2 separate regions of the Bicyclus anynana genome follow, and region 1 is linked to region 2. Evidence: chromatin contacts called from public Hi-C data. All regions are on one chromosome and are shown on one strand. Each heading gives the region's core, a stretch centred on a gene start, on an enhancer-like site or on the middle of the called end of the contact. The rest is flanking DNA. Distances are from core to core; before and after follow the strand shown.

What was found. Hi-C and Micro-C count contacts between places; a contact is called where the count stands out from the background.
Region 1: a Hi-C map of whole larva shows a contact between it and region 2, with 4 times the contacts expected there. The contact joins the enhancer-like site here to the promoter of LOC112058008 in region 2. A contact is called at or near these places in 2 of 2 Hi-C or Micro-C datasets (whole body and whole larva).

Annotation. Positions count from the first base shown.
Region 1 is chr20:10,451,089-10,457,696 of ilBicAnyn1.1, forward strand. The region is part of intron 7 of LOC112058008 (heterogeneous nuclear ribonucleoprotein K); the gene reads left to right. Among protein-coding and RNA genes, the nearest start is that of LOC112058024, 18 kb to the right of the region's middle. Within about 2 kb of position 3,958, at least 8 of the 8 cell types and tissues checked have open chromatin away from gene starts, as enhancers often do.
Region 2 is chr20:10,408,587-10,414,854 of ilBicAnyn1.1, forward strand. LOC112058008 (heterogeneous nuclear ribonucleoprotein K) reads left to right here and starts at 1,369. Exons shown (of 12, transcript XM_024098655.2): 1 at 1,369-1,521. LOC112058023 (store-operated calcium entry regulator STIMATE) reads right to left here and starts at 679. Exons shown (of 6, transcript XM_024098681.2): 1 at 326-679. The coding sequence starts at 455.

The DNA.
Region 1 (6,608 bases), core at 2,708-5,207, 45 kb after region 2:
CTCGTTCCGCCAATCAGCATTGGGTATAACAAACAAAAAATGTTCCCCGTGAATATTTGAATCGGGAGCAGGTACACCGGCGCACTCGTTTCCTTTGCCCGCGTCGCGTCCTGTCGGCGCTTTGTTACCACGTCACCCCAAAACTCCAGAATCTTGGTACAATGCGCTCTTTCTGTGTATATACTGAATGTAACTGTTTTATTACTTGTTACTTACGTAGTTATTTTCGCTTAGTACTAGCAAATATTCCTCAAATATAGTTACTGTATCGATTAACCTCTTTCTTTTCTTTGATTTTTTTTTCGTTTTCCGGCCCTGACCTACCTTTTCCACCCGGCTATTAATATCTAAAAAAATCTTGATCATTCGATTTTAATAATGAAATCACTACTTTATCAAAAGAAGTGTGCTACAAGGCTTTACGACATTTTTAAGTCATCTTTAATTTGTCCACAACGGGGCAAGCAAAGATCGTTGACCATACAGCCAAAGTTTTACGACATTTTTTGAAGACTTGGGCATATTCCCCTTTAGTTACTTATAGTACCTTGATGATAACATTCTTCCACCTCAAATATTGATAATATTAAATATTAATAATGCATATTATATTAGACATGATATCCTGTTACATAATGTGCATGTATGAATGCGTTTTGGTTAGTTTCAGAAACTGCCATGAGAATTTTCATACAGTTTTCACTATTAGAAAAGGAATTTATGTACGCCAAGTTTAAAAGCCTGATCTGTAGAAAACCTACAGGCGTTTTGTGTACACTCCTACACAAAATTTCACTAATTAATTTAATATTTATCTTCAGTTGCTGAAATCCAAATGTTCATGTTTCTATCTTGAAAAACAAAGACTTTGTACAAAGTTTCTCCTTCCTTAAAGTTGTAATTTCCGAAACTTCTTCCTGAATCTACCAATACGTTCATTAAAATATAACAATCCGTTCATCTTTCTAGTCTGGTTGTGATTGGATGAAGCAGTCAGTAATTACTAATTATGTCAGTCAGTAGTTCCTAATATCATAAAGAGGTAAAGTTTCTGGTATTCTAGTGGGCAATCCCTGGATCTACTTAACTGATTTTGAAATTCGAACGTTTTCTCAGTTGAACGGGATCTACGTGGGTCAAACTGCGGGGCGTAGACTAGTAGATGTATTGACTGACTGATAGATCATTTTAATGCATAACTCTTATGAATGTTCTTCTCCTTGGCAACCTTTAATTCAGATTTCAGTGTGTCTAATAAAAAGGGCTGATAGATTTGTAAAGAGCATTCGTGCGAATGTCACATCACAGAAAAATACGAATTTAGCGAACATTCTATCAAGCGAGCAGATTTGCCTGATCGAATCGAATAGAATTCTCAAGATGTTCGTAGCAATATGCTTCGCTCGGCTCGTTGTTCAGTTCGTAAAATATACAAACGGCGAATGTTCGATGTTCTGTTACAAGTGAATGCTCAAGTCTATCAGCACCTTAATGTATTGCGTAGCTTAAATTGATCGAGGAGTAACTGACGAGGTAGGCGACTAGGGTAATTTAATGAAAGGGTGCTCGAACACGTGTCGGTGGGGTTTCATCGCTCGTCCGCTGGGGCTGAGCACGTGACGCGAGGAAGGTAGTTTTTTTTAAATCAAACCACAGCACTTCCTCTTTCCACACATTACAAGGGCCAGGAGTTGATGAAAGGATGTGTAGACTGTAGAGCACTCGCTAGCGCGTTGCGTCCATTGTTTTTGTTTACGCGTTCGGCTTGTGAACATAAAGAGCTTCACTGTTTCAGGCGTGCGTGCTACTGTTAAGGGCAGTTTCAGTTCTTTGTTTTATTATTAGTTGATAGAACGTGATCTTAAATGGACATCCATCGATTATCACCTCGACACGGGGGCGTCTAGTCCGCCCCTGTAGCCAACTGGCACGACGATTCTCTTTCTATGATCGCAAACGCTTCGAAAACTAGAAAAATGTATGGGAATGACAGATCTTGATCACGTTACCTGTCGATAGCAAATGTCATTCCTATACATTTTTCAAGTTTTTGAAGCGTTTGCGATCGTAAAAAGAAAATCTTTTTGAGAAATATCTTTGTGAGAAATGAATTTGTCAAAGATGAACCTACCAGCAAAGACGTACCGCCAAGCGTTTTAGCGTTCCGCTACGATGTCGTGTGGAACCAAAAGTGGGGTGGATTTTCATCCTACTCCTAACAAGTTAGCCCCCTTTCATGCAAGATTGCATCATCACTTCCCAGCAGGTGAGGTCAAGGGCTAACTTGTAAAGAATGAAAAAAATACACAAATTATTTAGATGTCTTGAATCTTTAGATGAGTCAATACTCTTACTGTGTAGCAATGTTGAACATATTGTTTCGGAGTAAAAATGTATGTAATAACAGCATGTGTGGATATGGATTTCAATGACGGCGGCGTCTGGTAGGATTTTTTTATTTCACAATATATTTTTGTCTATTATTTGTATAATAATATCACTGTTTGTTGCCATAAATAGGTCAACCTAATAAGACATTCAGGAAATCAGTTATGCCAGATACGAGCTTGGTAGGAAACGCATGAATAAATGCAGTTTTATTGAACTGCACAGAGTAATACAAACAAGTTCTGTTTTATTTACTTAAAATAGTAGGTTACATACAATGTACAGATTGGCAGACTGGCTATTTGGTCAGAGAACTAAGAATTTTAGAAAAATTTCTCAGCCTGTTCCGACCATTGAATAAGTACAGGAAAATTGAGCTTTATACTTAATTGCCGGTCTACATCTTCATAACGTGCTATTTCTAAAGATATAATTCCACAGTTGCCAATGGTGTGCACATGATTTATTTCAGGCAAACCAAGGCATGTCACGGATAGAACGTTTAATACTCGTACGTAATGACGCAAGAATTGAGAATCATCACGTAGCGTATGGCCACATTTGGTGGCCATTACAATTGTAATAAAATTCCCGTCAGCGGTGAAGGTGTAATTTGAACCGGTCACATATGTCGCCGTAATTACAGGCGATGTCGCGGTGACACTGGCAATTAGAGGCTCGGGCACGCGAGCCCGCTTCCGTTTCCGACCGAGCCGCCTCGGTAAGGCTTCGCCGCTGCTGGTGAAGCTACTATCGACCCACTAACATAGGCGGTTCATTTAACCCTCGAGAAGTCAGCCTAACCTAAGACAACTACGGTTGTTTGTTTTGAGAACTAATTTTCGCATTATTTGCGGTTTTGAATTACTGAAGACGTTCCATAGGTTTTTTTGGTTTAAAGCAATTTGTGCTAGATTACAAGTTGATGAGCCAGCGAAAGGTTCGTCTCGGCTCTGACAGGGTGAACCTCGAGAAATCAGCCTAATCTAAGACAACATTTACGAGTATGCTTTGTTACAGTTTTATGCTTTGAGAACTAATTTTCGCAATATTTGCAGTTTTGTATTACCAAAAGGTGTTGCACAGATTTTTTGATTTAGAGCTATTTGTGCTAGATTACAAGTTGATGAGAAGAATCAATTGATGGGCCGGCGAATGATTCTTTTCGGCTCTGTCGTCAATAAGTTTGACTGACAACTACGAGTAGCTCCACGGTAAGGTAAGGCTGAAGTTGCCGTGTGGCTCAGTGACTGTTCTGTTCACCCTCGAGAAATTAGTCTAATCAAGACTACAGTTTTATGCTTTGAGAACTATTTTTCGTAATATTTGCAGTTTTATACTACCATTTTCTGATTTGAAGCAATTAATGACTAGAATAATGACTAGGCCGGCTAATGGTTCGTCTCGGCTCTGTCGTCAATATGTTTGACTGACAAGTAGCTTTAAGGGAAGGTAAGGCTGAAGTTGCCGTGTGGCGGTTCAGTGGCGCTGGCGTAGGCGTGGCGCGCGGGGTGGCGCAGCCCTACAAGTGCAGCCTGCGGGGAGGGCGCGGGGCGGGCGGGGTTCAGGTGTTGCACGCCACTCGCCACCGCCGGTGCTCCCGAAGTTATTCCAGCCGCGACCGTCTTCGGAGACGGTCGTCCGCTACCGACCTTTCGATACTTTGATCGCTAGCTCACGACCCGTCGGTTTCCGCGAGTGCTTTTATTACATGGAATCATTTAACATGAACAGTGACTTGTGTAGAAATTTTTTAAATCGCCTATCTATAATGAGGTTGGTTGTGATTTTTTTTTTAAAATAAATTGGAGCATTTGGCACAGTAATCGTTACGTAACGTAATTTTTTTTGTTGGAGTGCCGTGTTCGGTGTCAGTGGCCGAGCTGTTTGTGCGTGTCTGGGCGCGCCACGTGCGCGGATCGATGCGGCCGCGCGTGCGCGCCCGCCGCCCCCAAACGTCACCGCACGGCGGATACACAAAAGCCCTCTCGTATCGCCGATTAATAATTATTTATGCATTAACCGGTTACCCTTACGGTGTATGCGCGTTTAAATTGACTACTCGGAGGCTGAATACGTTTCAGCCGCCCTTTACGTCATTCTTCAACTGGTGAATCATTTATTAACCCTAAAGGTTTCCTCGTGTTCTATGCTAATTCTCTTTGCGTCAGTAATATAGGACGTATGAAATTTTACTGTTGTTTTTACCTGACAACTCTCTGGCTCAAGTGGTATTAGAAAATATTTTTTTATGCTAGCTAGGCTAGATCTAAACCAAAATCACGCTTGATAGAGCGTATAAAATAGATATAATTTAGATTGTAACTTTTGGATATACCTTCTGTCCGCTTCATCCCATTCTATTGTTAGTTGATATTGTACTGTTTCTTTACAATAGTGTAAGTGACGTACAGACAGACATGACAAAGGTACTGCCCGTAGTTGACGTTCAACTGTAGGTTATAATTTTCAATTAGAATAAAGAAATGGAACCTAATAACACAATATGAACCTACAGATTTGTTACTTGGCCCGTGTTGAAAATCCTGACCCTTCAAAGCAGAAAGAACAGACAAAAAAAATTCTTCACTAATAACCAAGTTAAAATATCCCAAAATATTTTCTTAGTTTCTTTCTTTGAGCGACAAAAGGAAACTACGATCCAAAAAGCTTGCTAGCCTTAGTGTAGATTGGACGCTGATAAGTCAGTTAAATCGGTAAGGTATCCTTTTAGTATTCGTATGTACAAAATGTGGATAGTAGTGGCGTGAAAGTCAAGTTAATGACGTCATACATTCGTTAATTAGGAATCGATCAACACTACTAATATTTCTAATCTTTCCGTGTTGCCTGCAGTAAAATTTTATGAGTCACTATAAAGTTTTCCTATAATAAACCCGACGCAATATAGGACCGTTTTTTACGATGTCTTTGCTTTGTAATAAATTGGATGGCAACACCCTTTGGCGCATTGGATTTTTATTTGTTTAGAGACAATCTAATTACAGTTTTTATTTTAGTACCTAATAGTGTCCTCCTTTATAAAAAAATCTATAGGTAAAATATTTTTGCGTTTATTTAATTGTTTGCGTAATTGTTATCATTGGCTTAAAAAATATTTTCTCTGCTATAAAAATAACGGATTAATTCTATTTGAATTTATTAATTTAACTCTTTTGAGTTTCTATTACCAATAATTTTTTCCTTTACTTACTTTAATTTTGTATTAACATAGAAGTACAAATTGTACTTTTAGTAGCTTTTTCAAGCATTTTCTAATGTGAATTTTCACAAACATAAAAAAATGCTTTTAGGAGTATTCTTTTTGGACTATATTATTTAAATCTGCTTACTTACCATCATAATTACGTCTAATTGACGACTAAGTTACTCATTCACCTGCAAACGTTGTTTTCTATTTTTAAATTTAAAACAGAACATTTTTCCTGGATTATGGTAACCTACCTGATATTTTTTTGTACATCTGACAATATGTGGTATACCGATCTGGAGCCATTGGAATCTGTTATAAAAAAATTAACTCATAATCAGCGACCATAAAACGTCCTCACTAAATGAGTGCCAAAAGCAACTTTTGTTGACTTTTCAAGTAATCGCATTGCAAAACATGTTAGCCCTCCTAAGGTTGATTCTGCTGTGAATTAATTATGAATTTGAAGCTTTAATTATGAACTTTTAATTTTCTTTAACTATCCTAAAACAGAAAAAAATATATATATTGCATGCCGATCGGGCTTGATACAGAACAGATTATATTTATTTGGATTTGGAAGGATTGGATATTTGATATTTGCCAAAACACAAAATGTGGACAGCTTTTAAGTGAACATTTCTATATCTCAATTTTTAATAACATCTCGATGACTGGAATAATATTCTGTAACAATGGTTTATAACTCGACAGTGTGAATATCGAATTTGTCTATATCTCTCTACACGATAGACAGAGATAGCGATGAATTCGAAACTCGCACTGTCGAGTTATAAAAAATATCATTACAGAGAAGCGCTACTGTTGAAGTTGAAACGTGAAAGAGTTAACAAACAAACAAACAAAGATTTTCATTAGTTACAGTATTATTACAGACAGTCATATAAAAAAAGACTAAATCACTGTAGAAAATAAGTTAAGAATCAAAAAATATTTTCCTCTTTAACAAAACGAAGCTATTGATTTTAAAGAGGGCTGAACTAAAGTT
Region 2 (6,268 bases), core at 119-2,618:
CTTCATCACTTGCGATTGTAGTCAAAAGCTAACTTGTAATAAAAAACAAAAAATAAAAAATTATAACAACGGTCTTAAGTAAAGTCGCAAACATAAATTAAGTTTTAATATTAAATAGTATTATTTTTTTAATAGTTGTTGTTATAAATATTGTATTCTGTAGTCATTTGTGATAAAAATATAATTTCATTAATTTTTATTGACAATTTTTTTTTATTACTAAGTTGAACCACAGAACTTGGAGTAGCTAGAGCATTAGCAAATGCTGCGCAAGACATTGACAATGACTCAAAGGTTATCCTTTCGCAATGCCTACTTTTCTTACCAATTAGGCATGTAAACGCCAAGACTGCCAAAAGGAATTGCATAAACCAGCCGTAAGTGTCCGTAAGTGCATCTTTAGAGCAATGTGGCTCAGACCAGATGATCGTAGAATAATCGGAGGAGTTATTCATTTTTCATTTCCTCTTCTTCAATATTCAAACGTAATAAATATCGCGCATAATATTTTTTAAACAAATATGAATACAAACGGATCTCTCATATCACTTGCAATACAAAGCTACCATAAGATTACGCATTTCTATCGAAAAATTAAAACTTAATTTAATAAAAAAATTAAAAATATTTCAAAAAGTCTATATTTTGTTAACAACAGTTACAAAAAAGAAATGACACTGACAGAAAACGAAAATGTCATTGAAATCTAAATTCTTTGACATTGACTGACATTTATTTTTTAAACCAGCAGGCTTAACAGCTCAGAGGCCTATTAATTTTGTGCCTACTACAGATGAAAATAAATGTAGAAGCAAATAATAAAATTATAGACATTAATACTGTGTACACACTAGGTTTGCATTTTAGTTTAAGTACATTGTACATCTTTGACCACAATAATTTTTAGGTTCTAACTAAAAATAATAATTAAAAAACGTGTGCGTCTCGGTACGCCAAAAATTGTTTTATGTATGCGTAAGAGAAAAGAAAGTCAGACAGAGTTGCACCATAACGCGCTACGTTACGAAGCGGTACCCTCCCAATTCCCATAGAAAGTTATCACTTCAAAAAGTCCAAAAATTGTATTTCAATAAGAGTTCTTAAAAAGTTTCGTAGGTAAATGAAAAATAATTGAAAATATCAAAGTATTCAATGTATTGTTTGATGTAATTCATTTTCTGTATTAGATATATGCTAGCAAAGAAGAAAAGTAATAAAGATTATTGAATAATATTGACAAAATCGGTGGTTGATAAGTATTTTTTGTTATTCAAGGAAATTCGAAAAATTCGGACGGCAAAGGCATTGAGTAGCGTCGTCCTCGTGTAAGCTAAGCTTTAACCACAATCAAAGTAGCATCTTCTATAATCTATTCTTCTCTGTTTTTCACACTCGTATTGCCGCCATTTTTATTGTTTTATGTATTCTCGTTTTATTTGTAATTTCGAGAAAACTGTTAATAAATAATTCTGCACATTATTATTTAATATCAAAACACCTGTTAAAAAAGAAGCTCACTCGGTAAGTGCTTTTTAAACCTGATATTTTGCATTTGTAGAAATTGTTGTGCACGTCACGTTATTGATTAAATATTGGCCACCGGCTAGCAATTTTTTACTTAAAACCGTCGAAAATCAATCGATTAAAACTTACAAAGGTAATTACTTCGAATTATGTATTGTAATATTACTAAAAAGACGATATTCAAAGTTTTTTTTGGTTATCCTGTGACATTCATTCGATCTTATTTTTTCGTATCCTCACATCTTTTTTTCCCTATATTTAATAACAGTTTCGTTTCAAAGCCTCTTAACTGTTCAATTAACTGACAGTAATATTATAAACAAGGGTATTTGGAATTATGCATTAGAGAAAAGGTTGTAACTTTAGGTATAGGATTTTCTAAATTTTCCACAGCGCTACTGACCATTGACCCGATTATCTGACGTTTCGTTGTAACAAATCAAAAAGTGAGACCCTTATTACCACAATAAACTCAGAACAAGGCTGAATAATGTTACCCATGATGTTTGATAACACTGCAACAGCAAAAGGTTACTTATGTTGTTTTGCAACCTATTAATTAATTTATAAGTAACTAACAAGTATTTAAAGCTACATAATTATGTACGTAATGTACTTAACATAATGTTCCTATTCATATATGTCCAATAAGTCACTTGTATATATATGTTACTGGCAATCTGCATATTCCAGTATATTCTATATAATGCTTAGGCAGTATGGAATACTGGGAGCTCTGGCAATATAGTACATATTTTAAATTGTTTTTTTTTATAAACTGGCTTTGCGGCTCTGGGTTCTAGCTTAGTTCACAACAGTAACTTAAATTGGCACTAGGTTACTTAGAGGGGTGCACTAGGTTTTAAACTAGAGTGTACACAATAAGTAAAAATCAGTAGAATTTGTTCTCCAATACAGGTTCATTATCGGTCCCTCAGGGTACTGGGTAGGCAGCAATGATACTTATAATCTATAGATAGGTAGTTTGTAGTGGTACATGCCACTACAAACAGTGATCCAAATTTAGCTACAACACTGAGTGCTCACATGCACAATTTTGTGTTTAATTCCATTATATATTTATTTATATAAAGTTTTTACACTTCATGCATACACAACTCGACATTGTAGATAATATTTAGGTATTATTTGTTTAAATAACATTTGTTCTTTAAAAAGCGACTAAATGAAATTAAGACAATTATGCACATTTGTCTGTCTCAGTTTTGATGCACTAGTGCCCTCTATTTCTAGTATAAAATATTGTTGGTAGGCAGTGTGTTTTTGCCTCAATGAAGTGCATGCCAGTGCCAACGATCCATCTTTTAGTAAGAATTGTCACCCAGTTCTCTATCCACGGAAATAGGGTGGATTTGCTCATGGTAACATATTATACCCATGCCCTATTACCACAAATGTAATTTTTTTTAAATGGATTAGTGGGCTTTTTTGCAAAAAATATCACACTTCTTTTTGCAAAAAATATCCTTGAGGCAATCTGTATTTTTATACCTTTATATTGAACATTTTTAAAGAGTAAAATATTATTTAATTTGGTCTTTGACTTTGCTAGATGCTCGCAAATAAAAAATAAAAAGAAATAATAAAAATCCTGACTGACTCTCCAACCCAGGCTCCAGTTATTTGTTAAGGTGCGGTAGCCTTTTTGCCAGCTCTTGGAATAATAGCTTAAACAATCTTTAATGGTTTATTGTTACGTTTGTTACTTTGGCAGGACAAAGTTGGTGAGATAGATAATTTTCAATCAGGAAAAATCTGAAATTGAAAAGGCATTTGGTATGAAAATTCTGCTTGAATTTTTTTCTAAAAAATCTGTAAAAATCACCAGCATGGAGTTGGGAAGTGTTGAAAAACTTCAGTGCCTTGAAGAGCACATTATTACAAAATACACATCAAGAAAAGAGAAAAAAATAAAAAAAATAATTACGATACCATAGCATGATGTCATCCTAACAAGGTCTCCACTCATTGTATTGCTGTATCTGAACTTCCATGGAGTATTATAATGATAGTGGTTTAGAACGATTACATTGATAATAGTGGTGTGCACAAAGTTTTTAATTAGGGTAGGCATAATATATACAAATTGTAAAATCCGTTGTCTAATACAGTTTGTAATGAATCCTCATGGTAGACAGTGCATTTTTGCATATTCAAAGGTTACTTACATTCTGTTTGATGCGATGCGTCCGATACGTACGATGCGGATCTGTGGACGCCTACCATTACACACCACTGATCGACGACATACTAAAAAATAAGCTATCTAAAACAGAACCTAAATAACAGTTGCAAAAAGAAGTAACATGGTCAGTTAACAGTATATCTACAATTCTTTATAATTTCAAAAGAAATTAGGAACTAACTGTTGTGTGTAAAGTTTTATTATATTGGTAGCATGCCAGCAATATTTCATTTACACTACAGTAGTTTTAGAGTCATAGTTTGCTTACTAGTAAACTTGTGCTTTTAGCGGAGTGCACATTTAAAGTCCCATGTAAACTACACACCTATTGAATACAAACATCCCATATCCCCTAGTCAGTGCAAGTAGGTATTAGTGACATGAACCTAGTTCAAAAGGAATTCAAAAGTGATCAGGACAAAATCACTCGCTCTCAAAAAACCATCCTCCAGTGTTTTAGTGAGTTCCAAATATGTTATGAGTAGCATTACCCAATTTTTAAAAAAATATCTTTTATAAAAAATCCTCGTAATAAGGCGAATTTGTCACTAGCTTTTGACTAATTAAATAAAGCATTATTGAGTTGCGTAAAATTCAAATATATATTACATATTAACTAACATAAAGGTACGAGGAAAATGTATAAGTTGCATTTATGAAATGTTATACGAACGTAGGTACGGCGTACTTAAGTTAAAGATCCGTTATGGTACGGAATCCATTTTTCATGACACGTAGCAATTGGATTCATGTCTTTATATAATTTTCAGAGACCAAACAGTATTGTATTTTATGGCTTAGTATCCTTGACATTGTTTTATTTATTTGATAATACTTGATGATATTGAGTAAAAATCGTATTTTGTGGTTTATTTTGTAAGATGGTAACTAAGTCACATGATACAGTTGCGTCTAAACCAACGTTAAGAATTAAGCTTTCTCTCTTCTCCGTTTTTTTAATTAAAGAATGAAAAGACATTGTAGTTGCAGCTTTTTTGCGAATCTGAATTTATCAGTGTCACGACAAAAAGCTTCAGCGAATTGTGAATAGGCCAGAAGCAAAGATCGAAGTACAAGCAGTTCTTAAAAAAAGTTAAAACAACCCATAAAAAATAGAATCCAAATAAAGTATTGGCTACTGAATATTTCGGGAAATTCACGCGAATTGACAAGTTTACCTATTTCAATATTAGATAACCTTACTGAAAACGATTTTTTATCCATCGATTATATGTGTTCAGCCTTAAACTCGCAGCCTCCCACGCAATCAATCACGAAGTCAAACATCTGTGAAATCTTTGGAGTAATCTATCTGACGAAGCGTCTAGGAAGGCTTTTAAAAGCGAGCGCTTTCTTCTAAAATAATATTGTATGGCTACATTTTTGCTAACAACTATCTAGGTATATAGGTACAATTTAATGATTCTACCATAAAATGACTTCGCCATCGATACAAAGTGATCGTTATAACTTTGCGTGCGTGCATTATTTATTTGAATCGGTACTGCTTTAACGCTATCTGCCATTTATTATAGTTATAGATACATAGTTTGTATATTACATAATACGGCAACGACATCGCAGGCCACGAGGCCATTACGTGTGGACTATTGGAGAAAAACGTCAATCTAATCGCCGACTCATCCCTTGGCCAGTTGGGTGGTGGGTGTCGATATCGAATGTGGAACGATAATTATCGGTGGTGGTGGGTCGAGTGGTCGCTTTCCCGCGGTTCGACCGTCAACAAACGGTTGCCCGGCAACCGCTCATGACATATGCATGAGAGCGGCACGGACGCCGCTTTAAATATACAAGGACGGACGGGAAAATTACTAGAGAGGCAAATACATATAAGATGTCTCCCGCCCGGCTTCACCGTTAGCGTGTAGAACGCCCCCATTACAATTACCCTCACGAAACGTCCAATGCGCTTCTTACGGTTATTTTTACCGCCTAAAGTCGTTTTGAGGTGGTAGCTCTTCATAAGTCATGCAGCACTACAATTGGATGCATTCGATATTCCTTTTGCTTCGTAGGTCTGACACGCCAAGTTTAATGTTTAATAAACCTTATGCCATGGAAGGCTTTTTAAGAATTTATTAGTTGCAGTAAACTATACATGGCGAGTAGTAAAGGTCAGGATGTTTTAGGATGTATTCTAAGAATTAGATGATATACGAGTAGACATGAAAAACCGCAACATTATTTACTAACGCTGTCATTCATTAGTAGATAATATATAGAAATAAAGAAAAAATATTTAGCATATTGTATTTTGCATTACTCTGCTGACAAATTAAAACTGGGCTGGACTGGCTATCCAATGACCATCCAATAAGCTCATGAGTTTGCAGCTCAAACGGAAGCACATCCGATACAACTGATCTGATACAGTTTTATCGGATTTTTTGGCAGGTCCGTGGATTTTTTAGATTGTGAGGTGGCTAGCATTAACACATCTTGCAAACTAAACCTACTTGCAATGATTTGATTTGATTTGTAATATCACGTCAAAAAGTTTTAATTGAATGAGAAGTT